Regions from separate parts of the Mus musculus genome. Here all the other regions are linked to region 2. A link is a contact called in public HiChIP or PLAC-seq and promoter capture Hi-C data. All regions are on one chromosome and are shown on one strand. The core of a region is the stretch at or near the end of the contact, and the rest is flanking DNA. Distances in the headings are between cores, read along the strand shown.

What was found. Promoter capture Hi-C pulls out the DNA fragments that hold promoters and counts their contacts. HiChIP or PLAC-seq counts read pairs in DNA pulled down with a chosen protein or histone mark.
Region 1: an H3K4me3 HiChIP or PLAC-seq map of forebrain shows a contact between it and region 2, with 26 times the contacts expected there. The contact joins the enhancer-like site here to the promoter of Igfbp3 in region 2. A contact is called at or near these places in 3 of 39 promoter capture datasets (the C10 cell line, cranial neural crest and embryonic stem cells), 1 of 484 Hi-C or Micro-C datasets (embryonic stem cells) and 6 of 115 datasets of contacts at active chromatin or transcription factors (embryonic forebrain, embryonic stem cells, forebrain and 2 more).
Region 3: a contact with region 2 is called in a promoter capture Hi-C map of embryonic stem cells, with 4 times the contacts expected there. The contact joins the enhancer-like site here to the promoter of Igfbp3 in region 2. A contact is called at or near these places in 6 of 39 promoter capture datasets (the 3T3-L1 cell line, cranial neural crest, embryonic stem cells and 3 more) and 2 of 115 datasets of contacts at active chromatin or transcription factors (embryonic forebrain and pancreatic cancer cells).
Region 4: an H3K4me3 HiChIP or PLAC-seq map of embryonic forebrain shows a contact between it and region 2, with 18 times the contacts expected there. The contact joins the enhancer-like site here to the promoter of Igfbp3 in region 2. A contact is called at or near these places in 6 of 39 promoter capture datasets (the C10 cell line, embryonic stem cells, hematopoietic stem and progenitor cells and 2 more), 2 of 15 datasets of contacts at CTCF or cohesin (embryonic stem cells and stem cell-derived epiblast-like cells) and 4 of 115 datasets of contacts at active chromatin or transcription factors (astrocytes, embryonic forebrain and stem cell-derived neural progenitor cells).
Region 5: a contact with region 2 is called in a promoter capture Hi-C map of the C10 cell line, with 15 times the contacts expected there. The contact joins the enhancer-like site here to the promoter of Igfbp3 in region 2. A contact is called at or near these places in 12 of 39 promoter capture datasets (the C10 cell line, the HPC-7 cell line, HPC-7-derived erythroid cells and 6 more), 27 of 484 Hi-C or Micro-C datasets (the G1E-ER4 cell line, LSK cells, the N1E-115 cell line and 14 more), 4 of 115 datasets of contacts at active chromatin or transcription factors (embryonic stem cells, epiblast stem cells and stem cell-derived neural progenitor cells) and 1 of 9 other capture datasets (pancreatic islet).
Region 6: an H3K4me3 HiChIP or PLAC-seq map of neural progenitor cells shows a contact between it and region 2, with 20 read pairs. The contact joins the enhancer-like site here to the promoter of Igfbp3 in region 2. A contact is called at or near these places in 13 of 39 promoter capture datasets (the C10 cell line, the HPC-7 cell line, cranial neural crest and 8 more), 9 of 115 datasets of contacts at active chromatin or transcription factors (embryonic forebrain, embryonic stem cells, fibro-adipogenic progenitors and 5 more) and 1 of 9 other capture datasets (liver).

The regions. Positions count from the first base shown.
Region 1 is chr11:8,421,928-8,425,924 of GRCm38.p6, reverse strand. No RefSeq gene overlaps it. Among named protein-coding and RNA genes, the nearest start is that of Tns3, 240 kb to the left of the region's middle. Within about 2 kb of position 1,499, at least 83 of the 459 cell types and tissues checked have an H3K27ac peak or open chromatin away from gene starts, as enhancers often do. A contact at or near this core is called in forebrain, pancreatic cancer cells and stem cell-derived neural progenitor cells, where this site is marked.
Region 2 is chr11:7,212,537-7,216,584 of GRCm38.p6, reverse strand. Igfbp3 (insulin-like growth factor binding protein 3) reads left to right here and starts at 2,662. Exons shown (of 5, transcript NM_008343.2): 1 at 2,662-3,200. The coding sequence starts at 2,795.
Region 3 is chr11:8,657,316-8,661,294 of GRCm38.p6, reverse strand. All of the region lies in intron 1 of Tns3 (tensin 3), which reads left to right. Among named protein-coding and RNA genes, the nearest start is that of Tns3, 5.2 kb to the left of the region's middle. Within about 2 kb of position 1,969, at least 96 of the 459 cell types and tissues checked have an H3K27ac peak or open chromatin away from gene starts, as enhancers often do. A contact at or near this core is called in embryonic stem cells and pancreatic cancer cells, where this site is marked.
Region 4 is chr11:8,861,902-8,865,923 of GRCm38.p6, reverse strand. It overlaps Pkd1l1 (polycystic kidney disease protein 1-like 1), which reads left to right. Exons shown (of 52, transcript XM_017314870.1): 39 at 266-442; 40 at 2,003-2,121. Among named protein-coding and RNA genes, the nearest start is that of Gm40814, 57 kb to the left of the region's middle. Within about 2 kb of position 1,788, at least 47 of the 459 cell types and tissues checked have an H3K27ac peak or open chromatin away from gene starts, as enhancers often do. A contact at or near this core is called in embryonic forebrain and stem cell-derived neural progenitor cells, where this site is marked.
Region 5 is chr11:8,282,924-8,286,969 of GRCm38.p6, reverse strand. No RefSeq gene overlaps it. Among named protein-coding and RNA genes, the nearest start is that of Tns3, 380 kb to the left of the region's middle. Within about 2 kb of position 1,524, at least 5 of the 459 cell types and tissues checked have an H3K27ac peak or open chromatin away from gene starts, as enhancers often do.
Region 6 is chr11:8,214,495-8,218,530 of GRCm38.p6, reverse strand. No RefSeq gene overlaps it. Among named protein-coding and RNA genes, the nearest start is that of Gm27393, 330 kb to the right of the region's middle. Within about 2 kb of position 2,725, at least 22 of the 459 cell types and tissues checked have an H3K27ac peak or open chromatin away from gene starts, as enhancers often do. A contact at or near this core is called in heart atrium, neural progenitor cells and stem cell-derived neural progenitor cells, where this site is marked.

The DNA.
Region 1 (3,997 bases), core at 250-2,749, 1.2 Mb before region 2:
GCCGAGGTAGTGGGCAAGGAAGCCTGGTGTTTCACATAGAAATGAATGTTCCGTAGAAAATAAAACTAGCATCCATGGGGTGTAGCTAAAGCAGTGGCCAGAGTGAAATTTATAAGTCTAAATGCCTGTACTAGAAATGAAAGGTGTTACAGCGATGACTGGATGTAGCCTGGGCTGGGCTGGGCACCACGGAGGCCTACCACCCCAATCCATTCGTTACTCACCCCACATACTGGATTCATTGTGCTCCCTCAGTGTTGTATGGGGCCTGAGATGAACCTCTTATTTGTAAACACTTCAGACAGCCATTTAAAGAGTCTTAGAAACATCTACCACCATTTCATGAGGTACAGAGACTTCACAGTCTCAGTAACTCCTTAACTTAAGGGTAAGGAAGCTTGCGGCTGTCCACTTCTTACTGGACGAGCCCTCAAGCCTGGCACGTAAGGAGGCCAGGTCTAAATTCCAGGGCTACCTAGACAAGTGAGCTCATCTTTTATCCATCTGCTGTGTTGCCTGGCCAGCATTTCCCTCTTCGTGCAGGACTGGCTCATCAGTGCAATGAAGCTACTTTTCCAGCCTGTTATGCAGGGCAAAGATGGATAGGAAGAGTGTCACTGTGTCACTAAAAGCTTCCCCACTTTGACAAAGAGCATCCAGACCCTTGCTCTGTGCATGCGTCTTTGTAGGGCAGATACTGGAGAACCAGAGGCTCAGCAGTTTCATGCCCCGTGCCAGGTCTCCTGGGTTCTGACTCTACACTGAGTAGATTAGGTCTGCAGAGCAGACTCGAGCTAAGTGCCTGCTGTTTGCTAAGTGCAGTGCATCACTATGGTTGGTTGGTTTATGTGTCCAAGCTGCCACCCGCTGAGATGAGTCCCAGGAATCATTAGCCTGGGCACACACGTGTATGTTTCCCCTCCATCTGGGTGAGGATATGACCTCAAATTCTAAGTCAACAAGAATTTCCTCTGTGCTCTGAGCTGATAAATCTCTAACCTCCTGCAGTGACAACGGGCTTATGATTAGCTTTCTACAGGTTCAGTGGCCCTGCCGGCTTTTAACGGTTTGAAAACAGCAAATTGGCCTTGGCTTCTAAGGCATAAGTAGTGTGGTGGTCATGCTCACTGAGTAGCTTGCTTCTCAGTCTGTCTTGGCAGTGGCCCAGTCTCCGTTCATAGACCATGAAGTTTAGGGTTGTGCCTTGGCCACCAGCAAAAGGAAAAACACAAAGAATGTGTTGTTTCACACCACCGAATGTGTTGTTTCACATTCGGTGCTTTCTACATCCTGCCTTCTCAGGACAACCAACAATGCAGCAGAGGAGGCTGCAGGAACTCAGTCCCTGCCTCTTTGTGCATGCACGCTTCCCGGGCTTCCCCCAAAGTGCAGGCTGCCTTCTAATGCCAAGAATCAAGCAAAACCTCCATTACCAGTGTGCTCTCCTCCCTCTGCCCCCAGCTTTGTGCTGCGTGGAGCCAGCCAGTTGTTGAGAATTCAGTGAGGTGATCCTGCCCCCTAGTGGCTATCATAGCTTCCTACAGCAGGGTGTCTTTATAATCTGTAAATTGTTGCCAGCTTAAAAGGGAGGATGAGTGTAATGGCAAATATTAGTCCCCTTAGAAAAGTGGCTCTCAACCTGATGGTCACAACCCTTTTCACAGGTGTCGCATATCAGATATTCTGCATATCAGGTATTTACATTAGGACTCATAACAGCAGCTAAATTACAATTATGAAGTAGTAAGGAAAAGAATTTTATGGTTGGAGTGGGGTCACCATAAGATGAAGAACTGTATTAAAAGATAGCAGCACTGGGAAGGTTAAGAGTCACTGCCTTAGAGGATAAAAGTATAGTTACTGAAGCCCTGTTGCTTATGGCCTGGGTTGGACCTGAACTTCATGGTAGACCCTGGACTTAGAGCTCCCTAGTTATTGACAACTGCAGGCCTCAGCCCTCCCGTTAGTCCCAGATGAAACCTGACGGGGCGTGTGGAAGCCAGGAAGACAATCAAATGAGTGGGGGGAATGTTTCCAACAAGTGGTGTTATCACCCCAACTATGGCAGGAGTTGCAAAAAGTCCAACATTCAGACTGAAAACCTGAGGTCGGTCTCATAAGTAGTGTCACAAATAATCCAGTATCATCCATGCCCCCAGAACAGAGGTAGCCGACACGAGCCAGCACATAAAGCACTGTCCTCGTGTTTTCATGTTTCCTTGGATGTCCCCTGGGAGCTGAAACAGGTTCTGTGGAGGTTTCTAAGGGAAGGAGAGAGGGTGCTGTTCTTTGTCTGTTACATGTGAATATGCTCTAGCAGTTTAACCTTGTGGGTAGAATGCTAGCTCTGTCTGCCATGACATATGTGTATGTATGTATGTATGTATGTATGTATGTATGTGTATGTGTGTGTATGTGTGTGTATGTATAGTTTCTGACCCCCTTGTGTATTCCCATTTCCTCTTCATTACCTCTGCAGAAGCATAGTTCTCTGGGTATTTGTGTGTGTGTGTGTGTGTGTGTGTGTGTGTGTGTGTGTGTGTGTATGTGTGTGTGTGTTTCTGCATCTGGAGACCAGACAAAAGCGCCTTCTCTGTGGAATAGTGGGCCTGCTCTAAAACCATGGCGAGAGTGAACTGTGAATACTCTAACACTTTACACTTGTGAGTAAAATGGTTGCTATGCCGCCCGACTTCCATAGACATCCCCTGTGAAGGAGACCTTTAACAGCGCGATGAGCTCCGGAGGCCTTGGGGATGGTGACATCTGTTGAAGCTCTCCCCCCTGCTGACAGCCTAGCAGGGATTATGGTCCCGAGCAGGCCATTTTTGGGGGACCTATGCTTTTAACTCAGCTGAAAACAAATTTTATCCACAGATGCTTTTCCAGTTGGTGTTGGTTTAAGAAACAAGAGGAATGTGTGTATAGATGGATGGGTCCTGGAAAGCAGCTCTGCAGCCTTTAATTGTGTATGGTGTGTCCGCTAAAAACACAGCTCTGTCCTTGGAAGGAAAGGAGACCATTTATTCCAAGCCTAATATGAGTGACCATTGGCTGGGAACATGGATCCAGGTGGCTTCAGATAGTAAGTTCCAACCTAGAACTGCTATATGAGCTGCTATAGCCACGTATCAGAAGAAGTTATTATTATTATTTTTGATTGACTATTTATTTTTTAAATTTTTATTATTATTATTTTTTAATTAGGTGTTTTCTTCATTTACATTTCCAATGCTACCCCGAAAGTCACCCAAACCCTCCCCCCCAACTCCCCTCCCTCCCACACTCCCACTTCTTGGCCCTGGCGTTCCCCTGTACTGAGGCAGATAAAGTTTGCAAGACCAATGGGCCTCTCTTTCCACTGATGGCTGACTAGGCCATCTTCTGATACATATGCAGCTAGAGATATGAGCTCTGGGGGTACTGGTTAGTTCATATTGTTGTTCCACTATAGCCTTGCAGACCCCTTTAGCTCCTTGGGTACTTTCTCTAGCTCCTCCATTGGGGGCCCTGTGTTCCATCCAATAGCTGACTGTGAGCATCCACTTCTGTGTTTGCTAGGCCCCAGCATAGCCTCGCAAGAGACAGCTATATCTGGGTCCTTTCAGCAAAATCTTGCTAGTGTGTGCAATGGTGTCAGTGTTTGGGGCCTGATTATGAGAAGAAGTTATTATTCAAGGTGTTTTTTTTAAAAAAATCACAGATGGGATTAGCAGGGCAGCAAATCAGGGAGATCTCTTGTCGCGTCCCACTCGACCAGCAAGAAAGACTCAACCACCGGTTCTTCTTTAAGCAGTTTACTCAGGCAGCTACTTTCTTCAAATCCCCCCAGCCTCTCTAGTTACAAGTGTTTTTCTCCACTCCAGCCACAACCACGCCCCCACCAATCACCACAGGTCACATCACCTCACCAGGCAGGCTTGCTCAGCCAATCAGGGATTAAGGGTGGGCCATCCACCAAACATGGGCTTGTTTACTACCTGGAACAGACTTCCAT
Region 2 (4,048 bases), core at 1,413-3,912:
ATGTAATTCTGGGAGGTTCAGCCAGCAGATGACCTGAGGGAAGGAAAATGAAGCTTCCTGTCACCACCTGTCCCTGGAGGGAATTCTCAAGCTTTAGGCTGAGTCACACTGAGTCCTGGAAACAAAGATCTTCAGCATCACCTGCCCCTGGGAGTCTGCACCTTCTAACCAAAGGCTAGGAATGGTCAGTAGGAATGACAGCCACGCCAGTCACATTCTGAGAGATATCTGGAGCCTGCTGTCCACAGTGCTAAGGTCTTGAGGCTCTCTGCTTGCTTGGCCAGCCCTGAGCAGAAGAGGAAAGACCGATATGGTAGACAAAGGTGAGATTCCTGCCCACTCTCATTATTCACAGTTGAATGCCCAGTACCATCCCAGGGGAGCAACACATCTCTGTACATGCTACACTCATAACCACAAACACCAGTTTTAAAGTTTGACATAATTAGCCAGCATGTCAACATAAAATTACATTTTCTCCCATCCAAATCCTTCTTGAAATAATCATTTGGGTGGAGGGAAAGGGTGCCCTGAAGTTTTGTCAAAAGAAAACAGCTAAAGGTTAAAACAAAATTCCCCTCATGTCAGTGCCATGGATGTACTTGGCTGGTGCAAGATTTCATGATAAATGAGATGACAGTCGATATAAAACACTTAACCAATCCTGTGCAATCTCGAAGATGCCAGTAAACTCGGGTGGAGGCCTGGCGCTTTGGCGCCCCCTAGGAGTCCCGGGTGGAGCAAGCGCCCATTTCTCAAACTGCAAAGGAAGAATGGAAGAACTCAGTTTATTGTGAAGAGAACCAAGTTGATTTCTCTTTTCCAAGAAGCCATTCACTCTAGGCGTCCCCTGTCTCCTTGCCTGATGATAAATCTGGGTAAAAGTGCTGGACTGCTTCTGTGGGTAACATTGTATCGAACAGAGAGAAGGCCTGCCACATCTAGAATCACTTTTGATACTAAACCTTGTTCTAATTTTGGAGTCAAGGTCTCTGTGGTTATTTAAAGAACAAGTGTAACCCTAGGGGATTTTTTTCTTTCAATTTTCCAATGAAGTCAGAGGCCCTGTTCTTCAGCGTTAGTACATAGGGAAAAAAGAAGGAACAACTGGGACACTTTCTGGTAGACTGTGTTAACTCTAGCCACGACCTAAACTCTATGAGGAAGGAATAATGCAAAAACTGGGGGTGCTGTGTCTTGGCAGCTCTGGCCTTCACGGGTCTCATATTTTTTTCTTTGTAAAGGTCCAAAATTTTATCATTCTTATTTATAGTATCAAATAAGGGAGAACTAAATTTTACTAAAATTAAGACATAATTTTTTTAAAGGGGATATAAATTTGTAGAGAGAGCCACAGATACAGGGAGATGTAAAGACACACGGGTGGATGAATGTCCACTTCACCAGATAAGATATACATGATAGACGGAGGGATATGTGGGGGAAGTCGTCTTAATTTGCTTCCTGCATAAAATTGCACAGATCTCCCCAAAGACAATCTCCCCAGCCTATGGTAAACAACTCAAGAGTATCCAGGAAAGTCTCCTTCCAAGTCGGTCTCTCAAGTTCCCACCACTCATCCACGAATTGTTTTAAATAAATAAATAAACCGCGAAGTCTGTCGATTCAATTCTGGACCACCAGCGTCCTCTGTTGGTCACCTATAGGAGGAGCGTGCAGACTTTGGAGAGACTCGTACAAAAGAACTCAATAGCTGCGCTATTGCGCCTGGATTTCAAGTCAGAATGAACGGATTAGCAAGAACTCCAGTCTGCACTGGAGCACATCAGAAGTTGGTATAGGGGTCCAACGATGACTAAAACTCGTTGTGAACAGTATTCATTTTAAGGGCTGCTTGGCTACTAATCATGCATGCTTCAGTGTCTCAGTAGTTATTTTAACGCAGATGCGTCCGCTAAAAAGATTCTCCCAAACAAGAACTAGAGGAACTTCTCATCTTTAAAAAGAAAAAAACTGTCCTCACTCCTATCTGGGAAAGTGCAACGACGTATTTGAGTATTTTGAGTCCCTACCTCCTTGAAAAGCAAATCCTTTGCGCCCATAGCTGTCAGCGTGAGGTTGTGCGGTGCTGAGACTCTGGGAGCTAAAGTGGCCCGTGGTGCAGATTTAAACCTCGAGCTCTAAGGTTCTCCAGACCTCAAAGTGATCTGCGCGTTCTCGCTGGGAAATGCCTAATACAGCATACCCTACACGAGGAATTCCATTGCGGGAACTTTACAAAGTACACAGGCGCTGAATGGGTCCGGGCCAGCTTCCCAAACATAAACCATCCCTGGAAAGGCCAGCTTAGCCAGCCATCCAGGGGGAGGGGCTATAGGGTCCGGGACGCCAAATTGGCTGGGAGTCATTGAAGGAAGAGAAGACCAGAGTCCCTGGAGTGGCTGGGACTCTAGAGACGCAAGGTGGCCTGGAGCGCCTGTGGTTACCCGTGAAGAGGTGGCCCTGATACAGGGCGTGCGCACAGAGAGCAGGTGCCCGGTGAAGACGCGCGCAGCGCGCCCCCGTCCTCGTTCCCGCTTCGTCGGGAGGCGCGGGCCCCGGAGCGGAGCCTGCGCCGGCCCACCCCCCACCCTCGCCGTTCCGGGGCGTGTCCTCCGCCACCCCGGCTTCTATATATCGGCCTGCGCGCCCGGGCTGCCCAGATGCGAGCTTAGAGCGGCGACTGGGCGCTGAGGACCTGCTTGCTCGCTGCTCCCATCCCGCCGCCTCATCCCGCCGCCTCATCCCGCGTGCTCCACTCCGCTCCCCTCCACCGAGCCGTCCACCCGGCGCCATGCATCCCGCGCGCCCCGCGCTCTGGGCGGCTGCGCTCACTGCCCTCACTCTGCTCCGCGGACCGCCGGTGGCGCGAGCTGGCGCGGGCGCGGTGGGCGCGGGCCCCGTGGTGCGCTGCGAACCGTGCGACGCGCGTGCGCTGTCCCAGTGCGCGCCTCCGCCCACCGCGCCCGCGTGCACGGAGCTGGTGCGAGAGCCCGGCTGCGGCTGCTGCCTGACTTGCGCGCTGCGCGAAGGCGACGCGTGCGGCGTCTACACGGAGCGCTGTGGCACCGGCCTCCGCTGCCAGCCGCGGCCCGCGGAGCAGTACCCGCTGAGGGCGCTGCTGAATGGCCGCGGGTTCTGCGCCAACGCCAGCGCTGCAGGCAGCCTAAGCACCTACCTCCCCTCCCAACCTGCTCCAGGTAAGCTGTCCCTGCCACGTGCGCCACGCGCAACTCCCTGGGACCCGACGAGGGTGGCAGGGAGTGTATCTTCAGATGTTTGTCTTGGCTCATATTGAAGGTTGGAAAATGGACCCTGGGAGGCGGAGTGAGGCACTGAACCCATTTTTCCTCTTGCTTGGTTCTCAAAGTACAGCTTTTCTTATAAGTTGCAAAATGCGCTCTGTGAAAATAGGTAGAATTCAGTGCCAGGACGAGCGGGTAGCAAGGGAGACTGCCAGTGGACAGATCCCAGTCACTGGAGAGTCTCCTCGCTGAGCGGGGATACCCAGGTTTAGGTCTGTGTAACCCAGCTGTTGACCTGGGTTTTCATTCCTCATAAATTGGGAAGGAGCGCGTCTATCCCAGGGAAGCTTGAGTGTAGGAATCCCGGGTTGGATCCGGACCATGAAGGTATTTGCAGGCAGCCACGCTGTTGGAAACAGTACCTGTCTTGAAACATCCTATCATTTGCACGGGCTAATTGGCAACGCAGGATTGTGTCCCAATTTATCCAAAAACTAACGAGATGAAATTAAGAGCACTGGTGTCTTTGAAACTGTGAAACCTAAAGTTCAAAACTGCTCAGTGTCACCAGGAGCTGCAAAAAGGTTTGAGCCCGGTTCGGGCCCCATAGGCGCCATCCTATGCTCTGCAGCAGCGCCTTCCAGATTCAGAGACTGCATTTGGTGCAGAGGATGCAGACTCAGGCCGGTTCCCTGCCAAAGCAGAGACTAGAAATGCGAAGTACGACCCAGGAATGTTACTCTTTCTAATTCGACCTAGGTGCAGCAGCAGCAGCAGTGGGGACAGCGACAGCGCCAATGAGA
Region 3 (3,979 bases), core at 720-3,219, 1.4 Mb before region 2:
CTGTTACTCGTAAAAGTAGAAGACGCAGATTCCCCAAGCTTCTGGGAACTTTGTTTTGAATTCTGCATCAAGAGTGTTTTGAGCATGTCTGTTGTTGTGGTAAGGAACATGGTCCTGCACACAGAGTCCCTGGGGAGGTCCTCAGTGTCTGTGTGGCAGGTCTTCCTGTGGCACAAACTGTTGTGTGGCACAGTGCATTCTCAGAGAGTGTCTAGGCACTTACTTTGTTTTTACAGCTCATGTGACTTTGAACTTTTGGTGAATCCTGCTGCCTCAGCCTCCCGAGTGCTGTAATTACAGACATGACCTGCTGTGCCTGGTTCTGGTTTTTATTTTTTACCCGTCCCAGTGTAGCTGTGTTTAGGGTTCCTCATGTGGCAGCACAGATGACCAGTGTCGATTGCTTCTGCCACAGGGGGGAACCAGGGAAGGATGGGTAATCCACGATCAGGGCCATCTTGTTTAAGAAATAGAAGACAACACAAATCAGGGGCCTCCAGAATTTTCCAGGGGAAAAATTTATTTTCTTAATATTTTATATTTGGTTGTTTGTTTATTCTGTATGAAGTGTGTCTATGTCCGTATGCCTGTATGCATGCGTGTACGTATCCATGTATTTTCTGACCTGTGTGTGAAGGCTAGAGGAGAAGTTGCTGAAGTCCATTCTCTCCTTTTATGATGTGGGTTTCAGGACTGATCTCAGGTCATCGGGCAAATACTCTTACCTGCGGAGACATCTTTCTGGCCCAAAGTAGCCACTTGAGGGCCATAATAATGATCTAAAGATTCGTAAAAACTATAGTGATCTTTTAAAAAGAGAGCGGTAAGCTGGCTTTAATGCGTTTTGTCCCAAACGGGCAAACTTCATGAAGGAGGGTTATGCTGAAAGTGTTATGCCAGTGATCTGGAAGTTTCCCTGTGGAGTACCTGTTCCGGATGGGTTCAGGTGCCCCTAGGAGGCATCAGTGAAAGGGTGGGACCTTTATCTGTGCGTCCATCCCAAGCTGGGGAGAGTGTCACATTCCCCAGTGCTTGTGGCTTACGCCAGCGTCTCTGTCTGCTCGTAGTCTGATTTTCCATGTTGATTTTCTTCACTGTCGGGAGGAGACAGCAAGTGTTAGTGAGGGTGAGTAGTCTGCCCACACCGTGTGCTGTTAGATGAGTCCAATGTCTGCACAGCGTGACTGCTTGCTCAAAGAGGGGACTTCCTCAGTCGCTGGGAGGGAATGCCTCACTCTCCTTGAATGGACCAGCTTGGCTCAGATACTGCAGCCAGAACTCTGGTCCCAGCTGCTTCCTCGGACACTGAGGCCAGCCTTTCTTTACATCTCCTCTTCCTTCCTTTCCGCTCTAATTATGGCACATTAAGTTACTGGCTCTTCCTCTTCCTCTTCTCTCTGGAGAGAGATAATCTCAGCCACATACCCTTACAACCTGCCTTCGTTTCTGTTTGGAAGATACGGCTGCCAGGAAGTTTCAACCTGAGTGCCTGCTGATGACTGACATGCAGGCCACACCCCATAGACCAGGGGATACTTCCAAGTAGACAATAGGTAATGCTCCTTAGCAGACAGTGTGATAGGACACCTCGTGTGTACATTTTATTTATTTACATATTTTAAAATACCTATTTGCATTTTATATATATTCATGTACATCACACGTATGCCGTAACCACGTGGTTGTGAGCCACAGTGTGGGTGCTAGAATGGAACCCAGATCCCCTGCAAAAGCAGCAAAAGCCTTAACCTCAGCCATCTCTTTAGCCCTTGTGTGTAGTTTTAATGGAACCAAGTCCTGATGTTTTTAATGTTTCAGAATCCAGTAGTTGGGAGATAAAAAAGAAATCACTCTGAAATCATGGGTGGGGCCTTGCGAGTTGCTTCTCTTTTTACAGAAGAAGAGCCCAGCCTACTCCAGGCCCACAGGAGCCAGTTATTTCCCTCCAGAGGGTTCAGGAATCCTGGCTCTCATTACCTTGGAGCACAGCTGCAGTTTGCAGCCTCACGGTGGGCCCACAATAAACTGTACAGGCCCACATCTGGCCTGCTGGCGGGCGGGCAGCCCTGGGGCCACACTGGGCCATTAGCCAGGGTGTCTGAGCCTGTGCACATTCCTTCCAGAACAAAGGCCTCCCTCGGCCTGGTCCTGGCGCTCCTCTCTACTCTGGTAATCCCTCACCTTTCTTAGAGACTTCCTCACTCACCTACTCCTCACTGGCCATTTTGAAGTAGATCAGAAATGTGCTCAGGGAAATAAACAGATCAACCTCTGGCACCACACAGACCTGAGGGAAAACCCAGGCTTCAGCAGCCCTCTCCTGCAGTCAGGCACTTGAGCAGACAGCAGGGTCCTGTGTGACTGTGACCCTTGCTGCTTGCTGGCTCCAGATCCAACCAGAGTATTGGTTGTGCTGAATTCTCCTTCTGAATGGGTCTGAGAAGCTCCTGGCCTGTGACTGGAAGAATTTCCTGGTTTGAAGGTGTTGTAAGACCCCCCTGCCTGGGAGGAGACACTTAGCATTTTCCCAAGCTACAATGAGGGCAGGTTTCCACAGGGAGATCAGAATGATAAATGGCTTCATCCCAGTGATAGGGACAGGTGTGTTCAGTTTGACGCCTGTGAAAACACCTATAGAGTCAGGTGCTCAGGGGTGGAGGAAAGGCAGGCTTCATAGATAGGTGGTTCACATATGGGTGGGGGCTGGGTTGGCGCTCGGGGGCTGTTTGGGAATGTGTTTTCAAATCCTCCTCAGTTTTACCCTTGAGGCAATAGATGAGGTTTTTATCTAGCTGCGTTTTGGGCTATGTTTCTATAAAACCTGCCATCATTGTAGCTTGGGAAAATGCTAAGGAATTTTGGCATCCTCTCGGTCAGCTTTCCGTCCTAGTGCAAACAAACCCAAGGAAGTCTGTGACAGGGAGGAACATTTCATTTTGGCTTATGTGGTCCGGGAGTTCAGTCCATAGTCAGTCGTCAGTCAGCGTCTTTGCTTTTAAGCCTGTAGGAAGGAAGCAGTTAGCTTGGCAGGGAGTTCACTTCCTGGCAACCTGGGAACAAAGCCAACAAGAAAGGGTCCCAAATATCCCCTTCAAGGACACACCTGCAGTGACTTGCCTTCCCTCTTGGTCTCCTGAAAGTTCCACCAGCTTCTAATAAAATCATAGTCTATTGGCCCTTGCAGGGATGTTTAAAACACAATTCCCAGAAACCCTGAGTCCACTGGTGGGCGCCTTGTATTTCCTGCGCCTTTTGAATTGACCAAGCCCAGATCCTTTAAAAAGAACACTGTGGCAGCTTAAGCATTTTCCAGTTTGAAAATAACCGTGCAAGCTGGATTGCTATTGACAGTATGTGCATTTAGTGTGGCTAGTGGGGCTCAGCTGTCTGTCTCTCTCTGTTGGTCGTAAATGGTGTACATCTTTGCAGGTAGATTTTTGGGTGGACCCTAGTTAGTCATGTTCCTAGGAAGATTTCTATGATAAACTCCATGTGATGTAATGTTAGCATTTTAGCTGTTAACAACGTCCTGCTCTGAGCTTCTCAGTACATTCATCCACATTGCTGTGCGACCATCTGTCCATGGCTCTCCAGAACCCCGCATCTTGCAACACTACAATGGCTCCCTGTTCCTCTCCCAAAGCTCCTGGCAACTGTCATTTTAATTTCTGTCCTGCGGTCCTCCTGTAAGTGGAACCAGCCAGAATTTCTCCTTTCTGTGACAGGCATAATGCTTTAAAGGATCATCCGTGGTAGAGTGCATGTCGACTTCCCTTCCTTCTCTCTTTCCATTCGTTCCTTCTTCAGGCTTAATAGTCCAGTACTTAATACTTAGTACTCGAGTGTGGATCCACTGTGTCTTACAGATCCAGTTGTCAGTTAATGACACCTGGGCAACTTCCACCTTTGGGTGATGAGAGATGATGCTATTGGGACCTGGCCGTGTTGTCCCTCATCGCTGTTCTTCGGTTAGACACCC
Region 4 (4,022 bases), core at 539-3,038, 1.7 Mb before region 2:
TGGCATTCGGAATCCTTATTTTTAAAACTCCCAAAAGAGATGAATCATTTTGCTTATATTTTCAGTTTATGAATCTGTTCCATAAGGCCCCTAGCAAGTCTCTTGATGGAGGCCATACCTGGTGACTAGGTACTGGGGATTTCAGGGTAGCGGCTTCTGGTACCTATTTTGAAGTGAGATAAAGTCAGCTGGCAGTGCAAGACCAGAAAGATGGCTCTGTGGGAGGGGCACAAACAGATGTGGATGCTGGGCACCTCTCTTCCAGATCTGCTTGGCAGCACTTGTCTTTGCTTGGAAACGGAAACATGACAGCAAGTTTTTTACTGAGTCTTTACAAGATGCGACCAAGGGTCTGGATTTGGAATTGGAAGAACATTCCAGAACCCGTGTTCCTCTTTCTCCTATCTCCTATAGTCCTGACACTGCTGAGGAGGCTGAAAGGGTGAGCAGAACGGGGAGCGTTTGGATCTGCTGCTTCCACCATGAAGATGGGGATTCAGACCTTAGTTCAAATTTGGCTGTGCTTTTGGAGCCCCACTCTGTGTGTGTGTGTGTGTGTGTGTGTGTGTGTGTGTGTGTGTGAATTTCTTAAGCTTCTTTCCTTACATTTACCCCAATCCCAGTGAAATCAGAACCACAAGGAAATGAATACACTTGAAAATGTAGAGGTAATACCTGGAGAGATGGCTCAGCAGTTAAGGGAACTGATGGCTCTTCCAGAGGTCTGTGGTGTAATTCCCAAAACCTACATGGCAGCTCACAGCCATCTGTAACTTCAGTACCAGGAGAATCTGATACCCTCACACGAATATGCACATAGGCAAAATACCAATACACATTAAATAAATATATAAATAAATAGGAGTATTTATTTTATTTTACAATTTTTTAAAATTATAAAAAAAGAAAAAGAAACTCTAGAGGCTAATGAAAATTCTAATTTCTGACCACAGTTTCAGAACTTCTAAATCATTTGCTTTTCATAGGAAATGTACACCCTCTCTCTTCCCTTACTTCCACACGGACCTAGCAGTCTCCACATCCCAACCATAGGCCCACTGTTTCCTGCCTTCTTGACTCCATCCTTCACCACCAATTCTCTACACACCGGCAGGCTGCCTTCCTCCAAGGCTCTTTCTTGCTCTGGTAGCCCAGACAACTGGGTCCAACCCTGAGGCCACAGGGTAGTCCTAGCCTCAGAACCAAGAAGCCTTTGAGGAGCTCCATCCTCATCAGGATCAACTCTCCAACCCTGTGTCTGCCATCACCTTAAAGTCCTGATGCTCTACCTGCTGAGTCTCCCAGGCACTCGGCCATACTTGCAGTCCTCAGCACATAGGACATATCTGAACCACGACCACCAAGCTTCACTTCACAGCTTTTGCTCTGTATTTCTTAGAAGCCCAGCAGCTTTGTGAGGAAGGACTGAGGGGCCCAGGGGCTGCTCTCTGAACGTGCCTAGAATGGCTAAGCAGATGAGTGAGAAATGAATGGGTGACTATTTCCCATGGGTTTGCCTCTTAGCTACAGTTAGTCCTGCCCATGAACACACGTCGCTACAACATGGAAGCAATGGTGCTTTTATTACACAAGGCAAACAAAACAAAGATCATTCATGCTAAAACAAGCTGCTTTAAACTCAGTTTTCCAGTCTTTGAAGGTCTCTAACAGAAAGCAGTATGCAAATACCAAAGGCAATTGCCCCTGTGACTGGGCAGCAGTGAACGTGTCTCTCCTGTGTAGCTGTGCTTTCTAAAGGCCCAGATGAAGTCCTTGCCAAAAGAGCTGGCCTGGGACATGAGCAGAGTTTTCAAATGGGTCTACTTCATCTCGCATCGCCTCCCCAACAACACAGTGTGTGTTAACTACACAAAGTCCCTCTTTGTCCCCCTGAATGCAATGCAGAGAGCAATGATGACAGCTCTTGGATTGGCAGGGACACCAAAAGCCTCTCTTTCTCCAATGCTGACCCCAGTATGATGGTGCCCCCCTTCTGTCACAGGTCTTGGCTACCCGACAACGAGAACGCCACCTGCGCTGGGCTCAGACACCATCCAAGGCTAAGCTCAGAGTGACCGGGGAGAGACTGAGGAGAGAGAGCATCATGCAGGCAGCCCTGAGGTAGGTGAAGGCCAGAATACAATGGTCTTCCTCTGGCCCTGTCTTCTTTTTAGAGGGAATGATAAGAGATCCTGCACTTGGGAAAATCCTTTCCCATGTCTCAGCCCGTGCCAGAGGGTGAGGGACAGAGACACTGCATTTAAGGAAGGAAAGTGTTCTGGTTATATCCATGGCCCAGAGCTCTGACCTCAACTCCATCAGCCACACAGACTCACATACATCACACTGTGCCCAACACCAGACCCCGAATTGTGCTCCTCCAGCTGGCTACACAGGGCTATGAAAGTCCAAGAGCAACTGGTGTACCTCTCCATAGGCATTGAATGAGCCCAGGGACCAGTATTCTAAAATAAGTCAACAGTACAGTTTACACAGACATGTTCTGGAGATCAACTCAAAGTCCACTTCAAATATTTAGATAAAGCATCAAAGTTAGTAACTATGATACTGAGACAACCATCTCCAAACTTGACTTCAGTCAGGCTTCTTTGTCAGTGGTACCCATTCCCCTGCCCATCTGTGGTAGATACTGGAAGCAGTTCCTGGAGGAACCCTCTGCAAGGACCAGTCCATGCATGTCTCCCAGTTCCGAGTTCCAGGTTCTAGGCTTCCTGAATCCATCAAGAATCTAGAAGCTCCAGATGTTTTTCCCACAGTGATGTCATTAAAGTATGCAGTGTCCCCTCCAGTTTATTGTCTCTCTTAAAAACCCTTCCTCATCCCCCACACGTACTCAGCTCTCTTATGTAAAGAACAGGTCCTGAGACAGGTTCTTCTCCAAAGAAGAGAACCATGGCATTATTCCAATGTCAAATGTAAAGTGAGTGAAAAAGGAATTCTGAAAAGATAAAACACTGACAAAGACTTTTACATTTGTTCAGGCTGCCCATAAAAACAAGGAACCAAACCCACCAAAAACATGAATGGCAGACCTAAGTCACACACACACACACACACACACACACACACACCTTGAAGTCACATGGGTACACTAAGCACTGTGTAGCCAGTGCCCTGCAGTACCCACTTGCCCTGCTCAAGACCAGGACATGAGGGGACTGTAGATGTCTAGGTGTCTGAGAACAGGGTGGATCTGGAGCTACTGAGAGGGGTCACACCAGGGACTGCGCTGCCACGCAACCCCAGTTCACAGGCCTGTGTAACGTCTGGAACACTGGGTAGCTGATGTCCACAGAGCTTGCCGAGCTGAGCAAATCAACCTTGAGAAACCCAGCTCCTGGGCCAAATCCTCATGCTAAGAGTGCCACAAGCAGTGTCCACACCAAGGTGGACAACCAAAAACACAGCTAGAGACAACAGGCTCAGAATGGGACAAAGCTAACTCTTTATGTAGATGTCATTAGTAAAAGTCTGGGAAGGTCCCACAAAAGAAAGAAAGAAAAACAAACAAATAAAGAGGCAGTGAGAGAATTTAGAAAAGTAGCTAATGGTAACCTTAAGCACCAAGAGCCCTTATCCTTCGTAAATCAAGTAAGATGCAACACTCCACTCGAGCACAGCGAAAGACTCAGCTGCTGTGGTGTAAGCTCAATGGGAAATGCATAAAACAGTCAGGAGAGTTAAGAAACAATCCTCAAAGGTTGAAATGTAGCCTGAAAGCAGTGGGAACGCACCAGTGCCTACATCAGTGTATAGCAGGTGTCTGTCATTCTTCAGATTAATGACCCACTGTGGGATAGGACACACAAGCAATTACATGGTTGTCTAGTTTTGTCATTGCTGCTGTCCTCAAAGAGAATTGTTTACAGTCTGAGAAAGATAACATGGATTCTAGCTCAGAAATACCAAAATCCAGGACTCTTCAATGTGGAGAGTAAATCACAGATGAATGAAATAGACACCTAAATCAATGGAACAGAAGGGAGAGACCAGAAGCAGCC
Region 5 (4,046 bases), core at 275-2,774, 1.1 Mb before region 2:
TGGGGAAAGGGCTGGGATTCTTGTATTTGACTTTAATGAAAACACTAAAGTCAGGTTCAATTAGTACTGGGCAGCAGAATGGCTGTAGGATACCAACACACCTTAGCCATGCCCTCTGCCCTTACAACAAAGGAGCAAACACACATTTTTTTTTCTTTATCTTTCCACCCAGTGACAGTAGGTTCTGTTTGATGCCTTGCCCTCATACTTGCAAACAAAATCAGGATAAGCAACACTGGGAATCAGGGACATCCTCTATTAAATCCCTTTTCTGTCAGTAAGCTATGCAAAAATACTTAGCAATCTAAGGAAGGAGACCACAGCTCCAGAAACATCAGTCAAGAACCTCCCTGACAGATTCTATATCATGGAAGGAAGCTTGAAAGGGAGGGACCAAACGTGTCAGGGCAATAAAACAACCAACCAACCAAGCAAGCAACCAGCCAACAAACAGAAAACCACATGTAGTTGTGCCACAATTGTTCAGTCTGCTCTTTATCATTTGTTCTGCAGGTAATAGGTAGTGGAAAAAAATGTTTCCACTCTGAAACCAAGAATATTATTTAGAAATTGTGTTTTATTAGTAATGAGCTCACAAATACCATTCTATTATCTTATTTGAAATATTTCCAGTCTCTTTGAGCACCCTGATTTTAAGAGGTATGTGAAGGAAACTTGACAAATATTTGAATACACATATTTGTGTGCATAAAATTGTTAAGTGGTAAGAATTGGGATTTGTATAAATATTTATCAATAGATAACTATCAAAATAATATGTAGTGGTACATGTAAAAATGCCATGATCTTTACCCATTAAATAACATCCATAAGACTTTATTTTATGTCTCTACATATATTTTTCCTATTTATCAGTATTACAAAAGAATGTGCCAAGTGTCATTATTTGATGGTAGAATGTCAAATAATTTTAACGTGTTTCTTATATTTCAAAATTAAACTCAAAAGTATATAAAATGAAAATGCTGTTAAATTTAAAGAAGGATTAGTAGTAACTGTTTGCTAAGAAAAACCACAAACACGACATAATTTTTCTTCGGCTTTCCCTTGCTAAATTAAATAGCTCTGTGAAGGCAATGTGAAGAAAGGTGTAGGTTTGGTTTGCAGCCGAGATGACCTTGGCTAAGCTAAAGGGCATACACATACACATATGTACTTGGCTGAGTTAGAAAAGTCCTTCTGGCATTGTAACATGCTTCCCTTTTCAAGGACTCTGTGAGGAATACTTTCTTGGCATTAGATATTAAGCAATTAAGAACTGACATGTTGCACTTGGTAGTTTGCAGTCTTAGCTGTAGTTTATATAATAAATTGACCACAGCTCTAAAACACCTCATCATTTATATGGGGAACTTGTCCTTGGAACTAAAGCCATAGCTGGCCATACCAGCCTGGGCTGTTGTGAGCCTTTTTCTCCTTCTCTTCCACAAAGCTCTTTTATAAACACTTTGAGTTCCTGTTTGGAGTTGGTCACACTTGGCTTGATTCTCAAGACTGAGAACCACTTTATGGAGAGAAGTACTCTGAATGTGCCAGCAGTAGTAGGTGAATGAAGCTCTACAGAGCACAGTCCTGCAGGCCGGCAAAGGGACCAACAGGGAAATCATTGCAAACTAATTTTACATGAAGAATATTACTTGTTGAAAAACTCATAAATCTAAATGCTACTGATAAATTGACTGAACATATTTTAAAAATCACATTGTACCCATAAGTATACATAATTACTCTTAAACATAAAATAAGGCATTTTGTTCCATTTTATTTGTGTGTATGTGCATGTGTATGTGTGTGTGTGATATGCCACAGGACACATATGGAGGGCAGAGGATCACTTGCAGAAGTCTGGTTGACACAATAAATCATTTTCTAGTCAACAGTAAACAGAAGCAGGTTCTGGTTATCTTTGTTAACTTGACACAGACCTAGATATATCTGGGAAGAGGAAACCTTAATTGAGAAAACCTCCATCAGATTGGTATACGAGAACATCTATGTGTAGCTCGTTCTTGATTACCAAGTGATGTGGAGGGGCACAGCTGGCTGTGGGTAGTCCCTAGAAGATGATCCTGGAAGGTAGAAGGAAGGCAGCAGTATGGAAGCTAGGTGGATAAACCAGTAAGCAGAGTTATCGCATGACCTTTGCTTCAGTGCCCACCTTCTGGCTTCCGCCTACAGTTCCTGCTCTCACCTTCCTTCATGATGGAATGGGGTCCAAGAGTGTGAGCTGAATAAACCCTTTCCTCCCCAAGTTGCTTTTGGTTGTGGTGTTTCTCAGAGCAACGAGAGCAAAGTAGAGCAAAGTAGGACAAAATGGCACATTGAAAGGTCACACGCTGTGCCCCTTTGAGAAATACTCCTGAGTGAAAGAGAAAAAAGAAAAAGGAAAAGGAAAAGGAAAAGGAAACGGAAACGGGAAAGGGAAAGGAAAAGGAAAAGGAAAAGGAAAAGGAAAAGGAAAAGGAAAAGGAAAAGGAAAAGGAAAAGTCATTGTTGTCCGAAGAACTCCCAGAACTCCAGAATAAACTTTTGAGATGTATTTGTTTTACGGAATCCTTACACAGCTCTCCCATATTTGCTTGGGGTATATCCCACAGTCTGCCCCTCCCCTTTTCGTTTGTGCCTTCTCTATTGGATTTGGGCTTCTGAGGTCGAATGAATTCTTCCCAGCGCACTTTCCTCCTTATTTTAGTCAGCTTCTGGAAGGGCACACTGCTCACTGCCTATTATAATGATGATGACAATATGCCCGATATACCCGAGTACGAGAGCAAGGTTGCTTTAGCGCACGCACATTTGAGACGATCCAGACCATGGTTCCTGGTTCTGGTGCCTTGGGCTGGTGCTAGTACAGTACCCCACAGCAGGGGCATATGGCACAAAAGGCTTGCTTGTCTCATAGTGGACTGGAAACAGAGGCAGGGAGGGTTCCTAATATCACCTTTAGATGAAGACACTCTGTGGCCCAACTTCTTCCTCCCAGTAGTTGCTCAGGCTATAAATCAAGTTATAGAGAGACCTATCTAAACTGTAAAGAGTTTCCCACATGTGTCTCTCCTGACTCCCCCTTCATTCTTACAAAACCAGCACCAAACTCTATGTTCTTCCCGTTTGTTTGTTTGCTTGTTTGTTTGTTTAAGACAACCATGTGGCTGAGAACGTTTTCTGATAGACGCTAATTTTCTGATTATCCACCTCTCCCTTTTCATGTCCACCTTCTGTGTATTGTTCTAGGACTCTCACCATGGAGTCTTTCCTTTGCAGGCCTCCTTTGCTTTGTTACATGGATGTGATTTTGCTACTCTCACTCCTTTACTCGCTTTCTTTCATATGTCCCTTGGCTGACACTGTCCCCAAGCCAGTGGCTAAGGACTCCTTCTCACAGGACACTTCTCTCCACATTAGTTCAGCCTTTCTTGACTTCAGTGCCTGTCTCTTTCTCACAGCATACGAATCTGGATCTGTCACCTAAATTGTCCTGGGCACACAAAGTCAAAGCTTTTATCTATACATCAATGAGTCACTAGCATGTACCATGACAGTTCCAATGAGACTCATTACCTACGAAAGTGTCTGTCTTGGATAGACAGGCTAGAGTTATCAGAAAGGGGGACCTCAATTGAGAAAATGCCTCCATAAAATCTGGCTCTAGAGCATTTTCTTGAGTAGTGATGGGTGAGGGAGGCCCCAGCCCACTGTGGGTGCTGCCATCCCTGGACTGGTGGTCCTGGGTCCTATAAGAAAGCAGGCTGAGCAAGCCATGGGGACCAAGGTAGTAAGCAGCATTTCTCCATGGCCTTTTCATCATCTTCTGTCCTGTTCTGATGCAAGATCCTGGCCTAACTTCCATCAATTATGGACAGTGATATGGAAGTATAAACCAAATGAATCCTTTTCCCCCTAACTTGCTCTTTGGGACAGGACCCCCAACTAAGACAGTGCCTTACTTTTTATGGTTACAAGCTCAGTCAGTGTTGTTCCTGTTGTGAACAAAAATTCTTGGAAAGAAACTGTGTCTGCAGAGA
Region 6 (4,036 bases), core at 1,476-3,975, 1.0 Mb before region 2:
ATGTATCCTCTCTTGCAAAGCCCAGAAAGTGACTCATGCACTCTGTCCTCAAGTTTTTCTCAGGGAAGGCTGTCAGGGTTGATGACCCATCCATGTGCCTATTTAGAAGGATTGAGAGCCCTCGTTAGTAGTTGAACACTGCCACACTATGGGGAGCAGGTGTGCAGGAAATCATACCAGTGTTGTGTATGCAGGGTACTTTTGGTTCACATAGGTACCATCATGATGGCAATGGAGAATTTATTGGTGTTAGTAGAAATAGACATTCATGATTCTGCCTGTTCTTCATAAATTTCATTACATTTGCGGTTAATCTCCATACCTGGGCATGTACCTATTGGTAATTAGTGGCTATCCACTGTCAGGGCTCCTAGAAGGCCATAGGTGGGAGTGTTGGAGTCTTCCTTACACTTTGGTGCATTGTACCATAGGGCACTCTCATCTGCTTCTTCCTAGAGGGCTCTCTGAGTAATCATGGCATCCCTTGGGTTGTCAACACGTTTTCTGGCAAGGGCTCGCTTCACAGGCACAGGAGGTGAGCACTGAGCCACTTCTGAGGAGGCTGGGAGACACTGAGCATCACGTAGCAACATGGGAGAGTGGGTCAGGAGAGAAGCAACTGCCTGGCTTCTTTTCTCAGGCCACGTTTAAGTACTCATCCCAGAGTGTGGTGGTGCAAGGCTGTGGATTTCCTGCTGCTATGATGACACAGATGTCTGTGAAACATAAAAGTGGCCTTCATGTCACACTTTAAATTATGTACCCCTGGGGCATCTGTAGCTTTCTTTGCTAATGTTTACTATGACGTTGTACAACGCGCTCCCAAATCCTCTTTCCCCAGATGAAGAATCTGAGCAAGAAACAGAAAGTTGCTTGACTCTGGAAACTAGTACTTGTGACAAGCCAGTTTCCAGCGTCTACAGCAGAGATTTTCTGTCTTGGGTCAGGTGGCAATGAGGTAAGTGGGAGAGGTTAAACTGTCACTTTCTGGGATTCTTCATGAGTTTCAGCCCACATTGAAGGTATAGCTGGAGGGATTAAGGAAGAGGAGGAAGGCAAGTGTCTTAGGGAATTCTTTTCCCTGTCCTGGGTATGTGACTGCCAAACTCACTGACTCTCCATCACATATTCTACCTGGCCATATGCTCTCAGGCTCTTAGAACTCTTCACATAACCCCTAGTCAGGCCACTGTTCTCATATCCCCTGGCACTGTGACCTGAGACCCATGTCTCATGGTTCCCAGGTAGCACCTTGGGACATTGACACAACACACCCTTTTGTGTTTCATATAGACCAGAATATTATTCCCCATCCTCCTGTGGGCATGACAGTCACCCAGGTACCCATCCTGAACTTTATAAAGCTTTTAGATGTAGCTCATGACCCTTGGTTTGTGGGGAGGCTGCTACTATCCCTGTCAAAGTATCTGGCCTTTGTAAAACTACCTTTGTAGTCCAGTCCTTTGTAGGGACTTGAAATCACTTGACTCTGACAAGTACTTCCAGCATTCTTTTGTGGGAAAGGGGGTATCCACATGTGGCTCTCTTCTCTGGTAAGGTTGTTGTCATCTTCTGGGCACAGGCAGAAGGTTGGGACTTGGGTTAGGGCTCATTCTTGATCTACAAATATGGCTTGTGTGAAATTGTATAGTTGAAGAGCCCAGCAGGGTCTGTCTAACTCTCTGGTAAATTCCAAACCCTAGTAAGCACCTATTATTAAGAAAGATATACACACATATGTTAACACATTCTTTTCTAAGAACTGTAGTGTTTTCTTCATAGAGAATAAAGAGTAGAGTGTAGAATGTCAACCAAACAATCTTATAAACAATAATTTTCTTTTTATGCATTTAGAATTTCTCAACAAGTGATCATGCTCTTTGAATGAACAATTCATGTTCTAAAATATATATCCTAACAAGGGAAACACATAATTCCTGTAACAGAAGATTGTTTTCATATTATCCAAATACAAGTCTTCATCAGGAAACAACTTCATCATGGCAGTCAATTATAGTGAGAATATCCTTACATCTGTTTTCCAAATGATGAAATATTAGTCATTGCTTTGGTCATTTTTGAAGTTTCATTCAATTGATAATGATAAAAAGCATTATGAAAAATGAAACGCATGTTTTCTAGAATTTTAGACTTGGAAAAGCAGATTCCTAAAATTTCATTGCATAAAGCTATACATTTATATCTCCCAATATCATCTTTGGTATTTACGTACATGTGTTACACTGGCAGTACATATGTCCATATCTGTAGTTCTACAAAGCAATTCATGTATAGATAGACTTTATGAATATGACATATATATATATCAATGTGATATGTACAAGGTGACTCCCCATATATACTCAATGAATTTATCTGTTGTCAAGCTACATATTTGTCTACATGACTGAGTTCCAAAGTCACCAAAGTGAGTATGGGAATTGTATTTACTAAACAAAATGTCTGTGTGGAATTAATTTTGTTCATTTCTAAATTTTGTCTTCAAAATTTGCTTTTATGATCATGTATTGCTTTTTTAAAAAGGAAAACAATGTACTCTAAAAAAACTACTTTATCCACCATTGCACATTTATGACCCTTAAGACTTTCTAAAAGTTGGAACGCGATTTAAATAAAAATAGCAATCGCCACGACAATGGGCATTTTCCCCTCTGGCAGTCACACAATGAGAATGCACTTGACACGCAGCCCAGAACATTCCAAGTTCACTAAGAGCAGGAAACGCATTCAAGCTGAGATCATTAGAAGTTACTAGATGACAATTTGTTCTAAGTTCTGAAAGCTAACCCAGCAAGTATGATTTGGCTACAGGAATCGAATACTAAAAATCATTAAAACCCAATGCTTCTAATGTTGGACAACATTTTTGCTGTTGTTTGAACATGGTCCTGATGTTTGCATTGTTGTCTAGGGCCCCTTATGAGAGCCACTGGAATAGAGCAGGGGCACCTATACCTAGAGAAAAGTACAGGACACTAAGATGCTTGCTGAGCATTTTAATGATATATTACTATACTTAAAATCTCATTGCCCAAGGGCTTTGTCCTTTCTCCCTTCCTTCCTTTCTTTCTTCCTTTTATTAAAAGCAACTGGAACTTTCAGATGCCCCAGTGCCACTGATAGTAGCAATAAAGTTTCCACTTCAATGCATAGAGTACATAGATGTATAGAGTTAGCTGGGCACCCAGAGTGAGCCCTAAATTGCCCACATACTTCTAATTCTCATCAAGTTAACAACCAAAGCCAAATATTGCAGAAACCTCCCACAGCAGTGTGAGATGTGTGGTCATCACGTTCTCCATAGCCTAAATCTTCATGGACATAAATTGTCTTTATGGGAAGAGGTATCACTTGGATGGGAGAGGGCTTGTTATCTATTTGCTGTGATGCTTCAAGAAAGATGGGAGGAGCGAAGGGAAGGGAAGGGAAGGGAAGGGAAGGGGAGGGGAGGGGAGGGGAGGGGAGGGGAGGGGAGGGGAGGGGAGGGGAGGGGAGGGGAGGGGAGGGGAGGAGAGAGTGTCAGTAAAGAAAATAAAAGATAAAATCCCACAAGACTTCATGGGTCCCTGGGTTGAAACTGTAAATGCTGTATGCATGAAACACACACACACACACACACACACACACACACACACACACACACACACAAATCTTCATTAGGAACAACATCTAGGCCACTTCCAGGCCACTTCCTATCCACTCTGATGTTGGCAGTGCCACTTACAGCTTCAATTCCATCTCCAAATTTCTTAAATTTCTTCTGCATTTCTTTCAGGTTCTCTCTTCTCACAGAAACCCAAATTTGAATCCCTTTGTTCTCAGTACAGGAAAGAATTTCACGAGATTCTCTCAAAATAGTGGAATGGTGTTTTTCTATTTGTGTTCTTTCTAGACTATTTTCCCATTGTGAGCTAAACAGTAAGTCCTAAGGAAAATATGGCACTTGTCCATCTTACCCAACTCTTGACCTAGATTTTGGAGATTGCAGCCCAGGGATTTAAGCATGCTAAACTCG